2 separate regions of the Hordeum vulgare genome follow, and region 2 is linked to region 1. A link is a contact called in public Hi-C data. All regions are on one chromosome and are shown on one strand. Each heading gives the region's core, a stretch centred on a gene start, on an enhancer-like site or on the middle of the called end of the contact. The rest is flanking DNA. Distances are from core to core; before and after follow the strand shown. Region 1 overlaps LOC123406238 (phosphoglycerate kinase, cytosolic). Region 2 has its middle 140 kb from the start of LOC123402844.

Region 1 (5,758 bases), core at 1,256-3,755:
CAAGATGGATATAGGCCACCCCACGCTCGAAGGTGGGATCGAGGGTGAGGTTGGAGGCGGCATTGCCGAAGTCCTCGTTGAGACCGGTGGTAAGAGTGGAGAGGAGAACCTCATCTCCGATCTTAAAGTCGATGTCGTTGAGTTCATAGGAGAGGGTCTTGAGCCGAAGACAATAGGCATCGATGGAGAGGTTGTTTTGCTGACACCCAAAGAACTCCTGCTGCAAGAACGCAATGTGTTGGAGCTTGCTGTCGGTGAAGCGTTTGTTGATATTGGTCCACACCGTGTAGGCATCGTCCCCGTCGCGAACGACGGTTTGGAAGATGTCCGGCGAGACGGTGAGGAAGAACCACCGAATGAGGGTGGCGTCAATGGCCATCCAGTTGGCGTCACGACCCATATCGACAAGGTTGGCGGTGTCGTCGACGTGATCACCGAGGTTGTACTCCCGGAAGAGGAGGTTGAAGTAGGTCTTCAAGCCGTAGTAGTTAGCCTCCTTTTAGGAGAGCTTGATGGGAACGTGACCGGACAGAGGAACGTCGTGTATGTGGGTGGCGTTGAGAATCTCGGAGACAGAGGTGAACGACGAGCCAAAGGGGTTGTTACTGCGACCGGAGGAAGACATGGTGGCGGTGGCTAGAGTGGACCGACGGCGCGAGTAGGGTTAGGGTTTGGAGCGGTGCGACCGAGAGGTGGCGGTAGCGCGGGTGGGAAGAGACGCGGAGCGGCCAGGCGGCAGTGCGGGGAGTAGCAACGGCGGCTCGGAGGAGGCACGGCGGGGGGGCGAAGGAGACGTGGCGCGGCGACGACTAGGGTAGGATCAGGTTTAGGTTGATACCATGTATAGGAATAGGATGCAACTCTCGATGTACTGATCGGGTGCAAGCGCACGTATATATGATGTACGAGTCAATTGCAGAAAACCACCACATTTGCAGAAAGCCACCAGGTCACTAATCTGTTGCAAAAAAAACACCACAATCTTAGTTAAGTTGTTGCAAAACCACTGATCAGATGATTTGTCCCATTTAATCATTTTGTGACAAGTGGAGCCGGAGTTTAAGAAGCTGACCTAGCAAACAATTAACACACACGCCCCTAAATCTAAAAAACAAAAGTGATCAGATCCCCCACCGTGTGGACAACCACTGAACCACCTCGCCATCCGGCCAAGTGCGAGCGCCGCCACGCTCCTTTTCAACGTGGGAAACAACGCACAAGTCGCCCCTGCCTGGACCAGCCGTTGCTAGCCACGACCGGCCCAACCACGGCCATGTCGACGGCGCCGTGGCGGTGCGTGGGAGCTAGAGGAGGCACTTGACGAGGCCCTCGGCGAGCCGCGCATCGAGCACCTCGCGGCGACCGTAGTAGGCAACGCGTAGGCAGAGCTCCAGTGCGGGGCGCGCATGGTGGTCGGTGGCGTACAGCAGGGCCACCAGCCGCGGGGAGATCGCCGCGTGCGGGGGTCAATAGCCGCGGGAGCTCTCCGCGCACATGCCGCTCATCCACCAACGGTGTTCGGATTGCCGCTCTGGTTGTCGTCGTCGTTGCCCGGGCGACGCCTCCGTGCTTCTCTTGGACATCGGATCTGGACGGAAACGGGACAGCGGCAAGCGAAGGTGGCCAGAGGAGGAGTGCAGGATAGCTGGGTGGCGCGGTGGAGCTCTTCATTCGTCAATGGCGGCATCCTGCAGAGAACGAGAGAGAGAGGTGCTTTAGAGAAGAAGCCAGGGAAGGAGAAGAAGTGAAGGTAGGGGACGACGACACGAGGGGCCTGCTGGTCGTCGGCGTCAGGTTGCCGGAGGTGCGGGGCAGAGGCCTCATCTGCGCGGGAGGGAGCGGGGATGGTGGATTGCATTGTTCTTTTTCATCCAGGGGTTGTATATCAATGTTTTGACGAGTCAGCTCATTACACACCGACCCTACTTGTGAGAAAGTCATTAAACGGGCGAAATCATCCGATCAGTGCTTTTTGCAATAAAATTAATGGAAAAGCAGTATTTTTTGCAACGGGTTAGCGACTTGGTGATTTTCTACAAACCTAGCCGTAAATGTAATGGTTTTGTGTAATTAACTCTATAATGTACAAGATGGGCCATAACCTCAATTATACAAGGAAATAGAAGGTGGGTTAGGTATACAAGATACATGTGAAATATAGTCAATATAGATGTGTCCTAGATACATCCAAAAAAAATATTTCATCCGACTAGCTTATGCCGTTGTTGACAAAAGTGGGACCCACCTGTCATACCTAAGCCGCGAACTAGTGTTTTTTCTGCCAAAAAATAAAAAAGGCGCAAAGTTAGTGGTTCTGGACACAGAACTGTAAACCTTATCATCCGCGCTCTTAAACATTATCCTACGAAAAATCCGGAGTTGAGAGCAAAACGTAGAGATGCATGTGCCGTTCTGGTGTGGCCGGGGGAGCAAGGACAGTGCACATAAAACAAGCCGTGGTGGCGATGGCGACTTCGGTGAGGGCAAAACGGCAGCGTCACGAGGTGTGAGCGGCAAGAAAGGGACCATGCTTGCACCAACCACCATGGACACACACCCACCCCTCGTGCCATGGTTTTGTCCCTCTTCCTCCTCCTCTCCTTTTAAGTTCGCCCACCCTACGCATATGAGGCCGCCATACAGATGATACCCCAGATAGCTAGGTACATATGCATGGTAGCGGCCACTTATCTCCCCCTCCTTTCTCCTGCTAGAACTGCTGCCATGGACCGACGGACGGACGGACGCCTTTGCTGGTGTGAGAGACTGAAGCTGCCAGCATGATCTGCTCGTCCAGCATGCGCTGAAAACGTGTTCCGTTGCGCGGGGTTATCTTGGAATTTTGGCTCCATCAGATCATGCTGCAGCTTCATTTTCCCACAGCCACCAAAAGATGTAGAGGTTGTTTTCTGGTTTCTCTTGCATAGGCAGGCAGACTTGCATGAAAGGTATATGCTTGCTAATTTGGTCTTGTTTGGCCTGCCTTCTCCTTCTGTTTCTGTGTGAGTATATTCTTTTTGTTATCATGTCTCATGTGTCCTCAAGGTGTTCTCTCATACAAAATCTCTCGGTCCTTTCCAGCTTCTCAAGAGGTTCTCTAATGGTGTGTGGCTTGTTGCACTTGCATTAGTTTTACCCTCCTGCGTATACCATCAAATTAAGATGGCTTCCTTAGCGGAAGGTAAGGAAAATGAAATTTATGCCCCACACATGATTCACTTCTGTTTATTTATTTAGTTCCTTTTTGATGAAGGAAGATTGTAGCTTGTAGGAACCCCAGTATAATAATTAGGAGCCCATGTTCAAGTTTGAGGACTTTTGGAGCCCAATCCAAGTGAGCTAGGCTTACCTACACTTATCTTTCATTCATATATCTTAATGAGAGCACTTTGCATACAAAATCTCGTTGGACGCTTCCACCTATCTTTGCTTTAATTGTACAGAAATTCAAATTAGACGGTTTAATTGCTGTCTCTCCTAACATGAAGACATTTTACCCATTTGTTATTGGATTGTCAGTACTGTTGAGCACAAGTGTTAGCTCATCCAAAAACAATCCTGGCAATGGCAGTCAATTGATATCATTTGACATGCATCTGTTTTTGCTGTATGATGGGAATTACAATGTGTAGAGAAATAAAAATGTTGTAGTCATAACATCTTTGAATAGAGAACTAGGCAGTAGCCTAGTTGCAAGGGTACACAGTGGTGTAGCCCATGGATCTCATTTTTTATAACACCTTTGAATAAATGAACGATACAGACAATGCAATAACTATACCAAATTCAAATCAAGTATTGGGTAATTGAGTTGTCGGTAAAGGGTATAGGAGGAAGCCACAATAATGTAGTACTACAACTTAACCAAATATGATCATGTGCAATTAGATTCTTTGCCTCCGAAAGGGCATGCAACTCATACACTGAGTTCACTAATAAAACATATAATAAAGGCTGTGATGTTTGTGCTTAACAGCGACATAGCATCATGCTACTCCTCTAGACCTCTAGGCTTCCTGTTCAGTCACAATAGCAGGCACATTCAATGGAAGCCTATCTTTTGATACGTAAGTGGTGCATGTTTGCCATCTAAATTATGTGAACTGTGATCTGAAATACTACAGTGATACTTTGTCTACTTGTCTATGAAAAATAATGGCCGCAGCTTTTAGGCCTTTATTAGCTTGCGCCTTGCAGATTATTTCCAGCCATGTAATTGTGTGCCTGTGCATTCAGAAGAAAGAGGATGGCGAAGCAATCTAGGCCAAGGTTTGTCCTGAAGACATCTCCATCCTCCAGGAATGAGTGAAACACGCCCGATCTAAAATAGTTTCATAATGGATGTGGCTACAGTTGACTGATACTCTCGGTTGATATACTTCTTCGTTTCTAAATATAAATCTTTTTCACTACATACGGAGTAATATTACTAAATTTACACTCTAAAGTATACCTATTAATCATATGTCTATATACTCCCTTCGCTTTAAAATAAGTGTCTTAAGCTTAGTATAATTTTATACTAGAGCTAGTTCAAAATTAAGACAGTTATTTTGAAACAGAGGGAGTATATGATTACATTCATATATAGTCATATTACAAGATCAAAGGATTATAGTATTAGTCGTCTAAGACTTGAAAACTACTCCCTCCGTCTCAAAATAAGTGTCTCAACTTTATACTAGCATTAGTATAAAATTGTACTAAGCTCGAGACACTTATTTTGAGACGGAGGAAGTATTTCAGAATGTCCAAAAGAAATGGTAACTAGAGAAATGGACAAACTCACCGATACGCGTCACGTGCGTTCCCCCATGTGTATGCCTAATGCTATTTGGAAGGTAGTGCTAATTAGATTCTTGTAAATCATGATGATTCTTGTAAATCATGGCGGTGCATGAAAGGTTTCATTTCAAACTAAGCAGCGCAAACAACACACAAGGAAACCGGACATAAAGTCACAGAGTTTCAAACGATACACATCCACAGGGGTACGTTAAATTCCAATCGCATCACTTCACTCGCACAAAGTTGATAATTTATTCACGACTCATCTAGCAAAAATTGTCGACAAGCCTTTCTCAAGGTTCCTGGGGACATACTATAACGTTGCAGCGTTACACCAAGATGAGATCCCAAACAAAAGGACACGCAGCGAGCTCATAGGCGAAACCAAATCAACCTACGCCTCGTCAAGGGCAAGAACACCTGGGAGGGGCTTGCCTTCCAGCAGCTCCAAGCTCGCACCGCCACCGGTCGAAATGTGGCTCATCTTGTCGGCCAGCCCAGCCTTCTCAACAGCAGCAACAGAGTCACCTCCACCAATGATGGTGGTCACACCCTTCCCGGTAAGCTCAGCCAACTGCTTCGCGATTGCCTAAGACAACGACAGCTGTAATTAGCAACAACGAATACGAGAAAGATGAATGTGCGCTATGTGATATTGTACTAACATCAGTGCCTGCGGCGAACTTCTCAAACTCAAAGACTCCCATAGGACCGTTCCAGATAACAGTCTTGGTGGTGTCCAAGGCTTCGGCGAAAGTCTTGATGGAATCTGGGCCAACATCGAGACCCATCCAACCATCAGGGATAGCAGTGGCAGGAACAATCTGAAAAATAGTGACAAGGGCAAGCATCAGCAAAAACCATTTTTTGTGCAAAATATCGGTTGAAATCGACTGGGAGCCTTTGAAAACTGAAACTACTAATTTTTAGAGTATAAAGTACTATCACAAGGACCATCCAAGGTGTAAAA
Region 2 (5,758 bases), core at 841-3,340, 390 kb before region 1:
GCCAGGAAGCTTGGCGTTTCTGGTTGGGTCTGCAACGCCAGCATGTCTGGCGTTTCTGCGCTGGGTGCAACGCTGGCCAGGAACCCAACACTGCGGTACTGGACTAAGGAAACGCCACGGAGCTTCGCGTTTCTGCTTTGGTCTGCAACGCCAGCCCCTTTGGCGTTTCTGCTTTGGTCTGCAACGTCCAGTAGACTGGTGTTGCACATGAGGCCTGCAACGTCGAGTAGACTGGCGTTTCTGCTAAGGACTGCAACGCCACGGTCTCTGGCGTTTCCAAAAGGGTCAAAACGTGAAATACTTTCGAGCCGAGTTCGTTTTGGGATGAACTTACGCCTTAAGGATCAAAACAGTGAAAAAATCCCTAATATGCAACCTGCTCCTCCTGCGTGCACTGTGGGCCAGCCCATGTGCAAGGCGGCTACCCCAATGTTTTTTTTCTATTTTTGTTTTTGCTTCATTAAACATTGTTTCAGGATTTCAAAACAAAATGAAATTTCAAAAAATGTTTACACTTTCGGAAAAGTCTTGAATTATTGGGGATTGCTACGCGTCCACCGGCCAATCGTGTGATATACGTCGGCCACCTTGATAGCCGTTGGATGTACGTGCGGGCGGTTGTTCGATCAATCTCCTCGCACACCTTGCTTGTGCCTTTCCCCACTCATTAAGTCTTAAATCAACGATGTGTTGCAGAAACAACTGCTTTGATTGTGGAAAATGCGTGACAATTAATCTTGAAACAACCATCGTGTTGCAGAAACAGCTGCTTTAGCTATTGCACTCGTATGGCAGAGTGGCAACTTTCACCACCACAACAAACTTATTCTTGTAGAATTTTTGTAACAGAGGACTCGTTGCAGAAATCTTTGCAACACATGCCTTGTTGCTGATTTTTTTTTTTACAACGAAGGTCTTGTTGCAATTTTTTTTGCAACAATGGTAATGTTGCAGATTCTTTTGTCTTCACCTACGTATGATATTACGAAAGAGATGTTTTGCACCATGATTGATGTTATAAAAAACAACACGACTAAGGTAGGCCCATATAGAACACGCGTCGCACGAACAAGAGGTTGCTGCTCTAAGGGATCCAGATTTAGATCCTGCAACATAAGAGCTGTTGTGGTGCGTGAACTGCAACAAGCCGTAAGTTACACAACCGTAAGCTGATGAATCCGTATAAAACACGTGACACACGAATGAGGGTGCGGATGCCTGCATGCAATCCGTCGGCTGGAGCACAGAGTTTCCCTTCTAACAATGATTGCCCATTCAAAAATTGTTCTTGAATTCAGCAAATGCTGTCAAGTGTGAAAGATGTTCATGATTTTGAAAAATAATCATGTATTTCAAAATTTTGTGCAAAGTTTAAAAAATGTTGTTGATTTTCAAAAAACGTTAATTAATTCTGTAAAATTTCATGATTTTTATAAAATATTATTGAATTTGAAATAAAATCACGGACTAAAAAACTGTTGTTGATTTTGGCAAATGTTCAGTTTCAAAAAGAAATCACGAATTCAAGAAAATGTTCATAAGGTTAAAAATATGTTTGTGAGTCCGAGAAATGTTCACTAATTTCAATAGATGTACTTAAGTTTAAGAAATACTCACGAATTTTACAAAATGGTTTAGAAATTAATATGTCTATGAAATTTCAAAAATGTTAGGAAAATCGCAAAATGTTCACCAATTTGAAAAAATAATTACGACTTTCAAAATATATTCATAAAATTAAAATTATGTTCCACAAATTTCAAACTATGTTCACAACTTTCAAACAAATCACAAATTGAAAATATTCTTGCGGCTTTCTAGAAAGTTCACTATTTTGAAACATATTTGTGATCGTTATAGTAGGTCGCAAATTTGAAAAAAGTTCATTAATCCAATAAAATGCGACGTTGAAAAAAGAGGAAAATATGAAAAGGTAATGATAAATAAAATGAATAGAAAAAAAAGAAATGGAAGAAACAAAAACTGGGTCAGGAAAGGTTAATCTGAAATGGCCGGGCCACACATCAGGACGATAGTTCGTGGTGTATGTGTTCGACCTCTATTCCCCGACCCATGCTGGGAATAGGACTCGCTCTGCAGGTGGGGAGTTCTTAATTCACACATGGCTCACTAGGTTCAGGCCGGTTCAGGCATTCGGGAACAACAACCTCATTTTTTTCACATTTGTTTTCCTTCTTTTGATTTTATTAGTTTATACTTTCAAATAATATAAATAAATATATTATAAAAGTAACTCTACATTATAAATTTGTAAATGTTGACCAAAAATTTGAAAATATTAAATGTGTATAATATTTATCAAGTATATGAAAATTCTATACAAAACAGTAAACTGTGTATGAAAAAAATTGATCACAGAATTAAAAAAATTCAAACCATGTATTAAAAGTTCTTAAAAGTGTTTGAAAAATGTTAATAAAGCATTTCTAAAATGTTACAAGTGTATAAAACAATGTTAACCATGTATTTTAAAATGCTAATTAATCATTTGAAAATTTATTAAATAATATATGAAAATGTTAACGAAGATTTGAAAAATGCTTATGTGCTTAGAAAAGCTGTTGACCATGTGTTCAACAAATATTAATATTGTATTAAAAAAATTTAATGAAGTAGTTGAAAATTGTGAATTTTTAATAGAGGAAAAGTTAACCATGTATTAAAAATGTTAATCTTATATTTTTAAAATGTTAGCCATGCATTTGAAAAGGTTTAAAAGTGTGTATAGGAAAACAAATTGACCATGTATTAAAAAATATGAATTTTGTATTTGAATTTCCTTAATCAAGCATTTGAAAAATGTTAAAAATGTGTATAGATTTTTTTTGAAACTGTACATAAAAATGGTATTGAATAAATGTTAAACGTGTATTTCCAAAAAAATGCTGATATATACAAAAAATGTAGATTGAAAACCAAAGAAACCCAGAAAAGTGAACGAAAAAAAACAAAATAAACCAAATAAAAAAGGAAAAGCAAAATGAAAAAGCAAACGTACAAATGCAAGAAATAATGAAAAAATGCAAAAGAAAATAAAACACATAAAACAAGAAAAAAGCCGAAGAAAACTGGCTCGAATTGCGTCGATTAGGTTGTACCCCTAGAACTAAGAATGTGGTCGTAGTGACTAGCAGTGTTTCTATTGCCCTGGTTCTCTCCTTTTCCTTCTCTTTTTTTTCCTTTTCTTTTTTTTCCTACCGTCTCGCTGACTGCAAGATATATTAGTTGCCGTGCTTTTAGGCCGGCCATATGGGGCCGGGGTGCCCCTTTTTTATTCTTGCATTTCTCTTTCTTAGTTATATATTTTTATTTCATTTATAAAGAAAAAATGATTTAAAAACTGGTCCGACTATTATAGAATTGTCGGGATTTTTAGAAAAAATCGAACTCGTCAAAATTCATGAGTCTGAAAAATAGTTTTCAAATCAGAAAAATGTTCGCAAGTTTGGAAAATGTTACTGAATTAAAAAAAGTTATCGCAATTGAAAAAATGGTCGTATATGGATTAGAAAAAATGCATCGACTAAAAAATCTACATGAATTCGAAAAACTGTCATGCATTTGAAAACAAATTTTCGTAACTTAGATAAATTGTTCCCGAAGAATATGTTAGTATATTCCAAAAATGATTTACTATTTAGAAAAATATTCATGTGGTTTGATTAAATGTCCACTCTTTTTAAATAATGTTCCTGAATTTGCAGAATATTAGGTATCTGATAGATCTTCGATTTTGAAAAGAATTCATGATTCCATAAATAATGTTCATGAAATTTAATAAATAATTAAGATTTCGTGAAACTGTTCACAAAATTTGAAAATCTGTTTGGAAAATAAAAATAAATAAAACAATGTAAAAAATGGAAGAACAAAATGAAAAGGCAGAAAAAAATAAAGAAAACACAAAACGAAAAAACTAGCATGGGAAGGTCGTTGAAACTTCTCAAAACCTAGAAAACAGTAGTTGGGCCGATCCAACATTATAGGTGCAGGGAGGTGGTGGTGGGGTCGGGGGGGGGGGGTGTGCCCATGGTCATTATCCAACGATCCGGGCAAAATAGAATTCCACTGCAAGTACTATCTTTTGGTCAAGGAGTATGTTGCTATTCAATCCATCCCGACCGGCTTGAACTCTAGCCTCAAGTTGCCCACCTCGTCGGGGACTTATGGATACAGAAAGGTCGCCTCGAACTCAATTCTTGTTTGGTGCTTATAGCACCAAATATAGCATACTATACAATGACACACCTTCACTCCCTTCATTAGTTCTATCTTCTAAGTGGGCTGGCCCATTTGTTTCTTTTGTACTTTCGTCGTTTCTAAATATATATATTTTTTAGAAATTTTGCTGCATACTACGCATGGATGTATGTAAACTTATTTTAAAGTGTGAATTAATTCATTTTACTTCATATGTAGTTCGTAATGAAATATTTAAAAAGACATATATTTAGGAGCGGAGAGAGTACATTGGTTTGGGGAACCTTCCAACGTTTCCTCTATTTTTTCACCCAGTTTCCCATATTTATGTTGGGTAAGGTTCTGTTTTTTTTTTTTCGTTTTCCCTTTTGGCATATCCAATATTTAAAAATATTGTGATTTTTTTCAAATCCATGAGCTTTTGTCTTGTTTTTCCAAATTCATGCATTTTTTTAATTCACCAATTGTTTTCAAGTCTGTGAAGTATTTTTAATTCAAAGATATTTTTAATTTCGTAGCCTTTTTCCGGTTTGTGAACATTTTACAAAATTTTGCTAACATTTTTTCCCAAATTCGTTACCTTTTAAAAATTCATGAACCTTTTCATATTCAAAATTGATATCAAATATATGAAATTTTCCCAAATTTGTGAACATTTTTATGAATTCATGAAATGTATTCAAATATGATGAATTTTTTAATTTCATGATATTTTTTCGAAACTGTGATTTTTTCAAATTCATAAGGTTTTGCTCTGACTTTTTGGTTGAACATTTTTGTACAACAATTAACAACCTGACCAGTGGTTCAGGGTCGTGGTAATTCGGTCAGCCGTCGACCTGGTATTGATCCGGCCCAGGTGCTCTGGAGGGTTTTTTTTTCCTGTTTTTCATTTTCGTTTTTTTCGTTTTTTTGATTTTTTTTTTACAATTCGAAAATTATAAACATATATATTATGAAAATGTACTTCAATAATGTTTCAAAAACTGTTAATCATGCATTTGCAAAATGTTAAGTGCGTATAGAAAAAATGATGACCATGTATACGAAAAATGTATTAAAAATATACAATGTGTGAAAAAATTATCCTGTATTTCTAAAAACAGTTGACAGCTTTTGAAAAATAATAATAATTATTTGAAAAATGTAAATAAAACATTTTAAAATTGTTAAATGTGTATAGGAACAATGTTGACCATGTATGGAGAAATGATTAACTTGCATTTTAAAATCTAAAATGTGTGTATAAAAAATAATGGTCATGTATTCAAAAAATGGGAAACTTATATAGTAAAAATGTTGACCATGTAATAAAAAAAATGTATGTAGTAAAAATGTTGTGAAACAATGTTAAACTTATATTTGAAATAAATTAACAAAGCATTTCAAAAATAAAAATATTAAATATGTGTAGAAAAATGTTCGTCATGTACGAAAAAAATGTTAATGCAGTATTAAAAAATTAATAATCAATCGTTTTAAAAGTGTTAGAAAAATGTACAAGATATATAAAAATTATGAAACCCAAGTGTATACA

Evidence for each region. A called contact is a pair of places that touch in the nucleus more often than the background predicts.
Region 2: a contact with region 1 is called in a Hi-C map of seedling, with 5 times the contacts expected there. The contact joins two enhancer-like sites. A contact is called at or near these places in 2 of 6 Hi-C or Micro-C datasets (leaf and seedling).

Annotation. Positions count from the first base shown.
Region 1 is chr6H:138,380,383-138,386,140 of MorexV3_pseudomolecules_assembly, reverse strand. It overlaps LOC123406238 (phosphoglycerate kinase, cytosolic), which reads right to left. Exons shown (of 7, transcript XM_045099723.1): 6 at 5,454-5,612; 7 at 5,017-5,377. The coding sequence ends at 5,183. Among protein-coding and RNA genes, the nearest start is that of LOC123406238, 5.4 kb to the right of the region's middle. Within about 2 kb of position 2,505, at least 3 of the 3 cell types and tissues checked have open chromatin away from gene starts, as enhancers often do. A contact at or near this core is called in leaf and seedling, where this site is marked.
Region 2 is chr6H:138,769,288-138,775,045 of MorexV3_pseudomolecules_assembly, reverse strand. No RefSeq gene overlaps it. Among protein-coding and RNA genes, the nearest start is that of LOC123402844, 140 kb to the right of the region's middle. Within about 2 kb of position 2,090, at least 3 of the 3 cell types and tissues checked have open chromatin away from gene starts, as enhancers often do. A contact at or near this core is called in leaf and seedling, where this site is marked.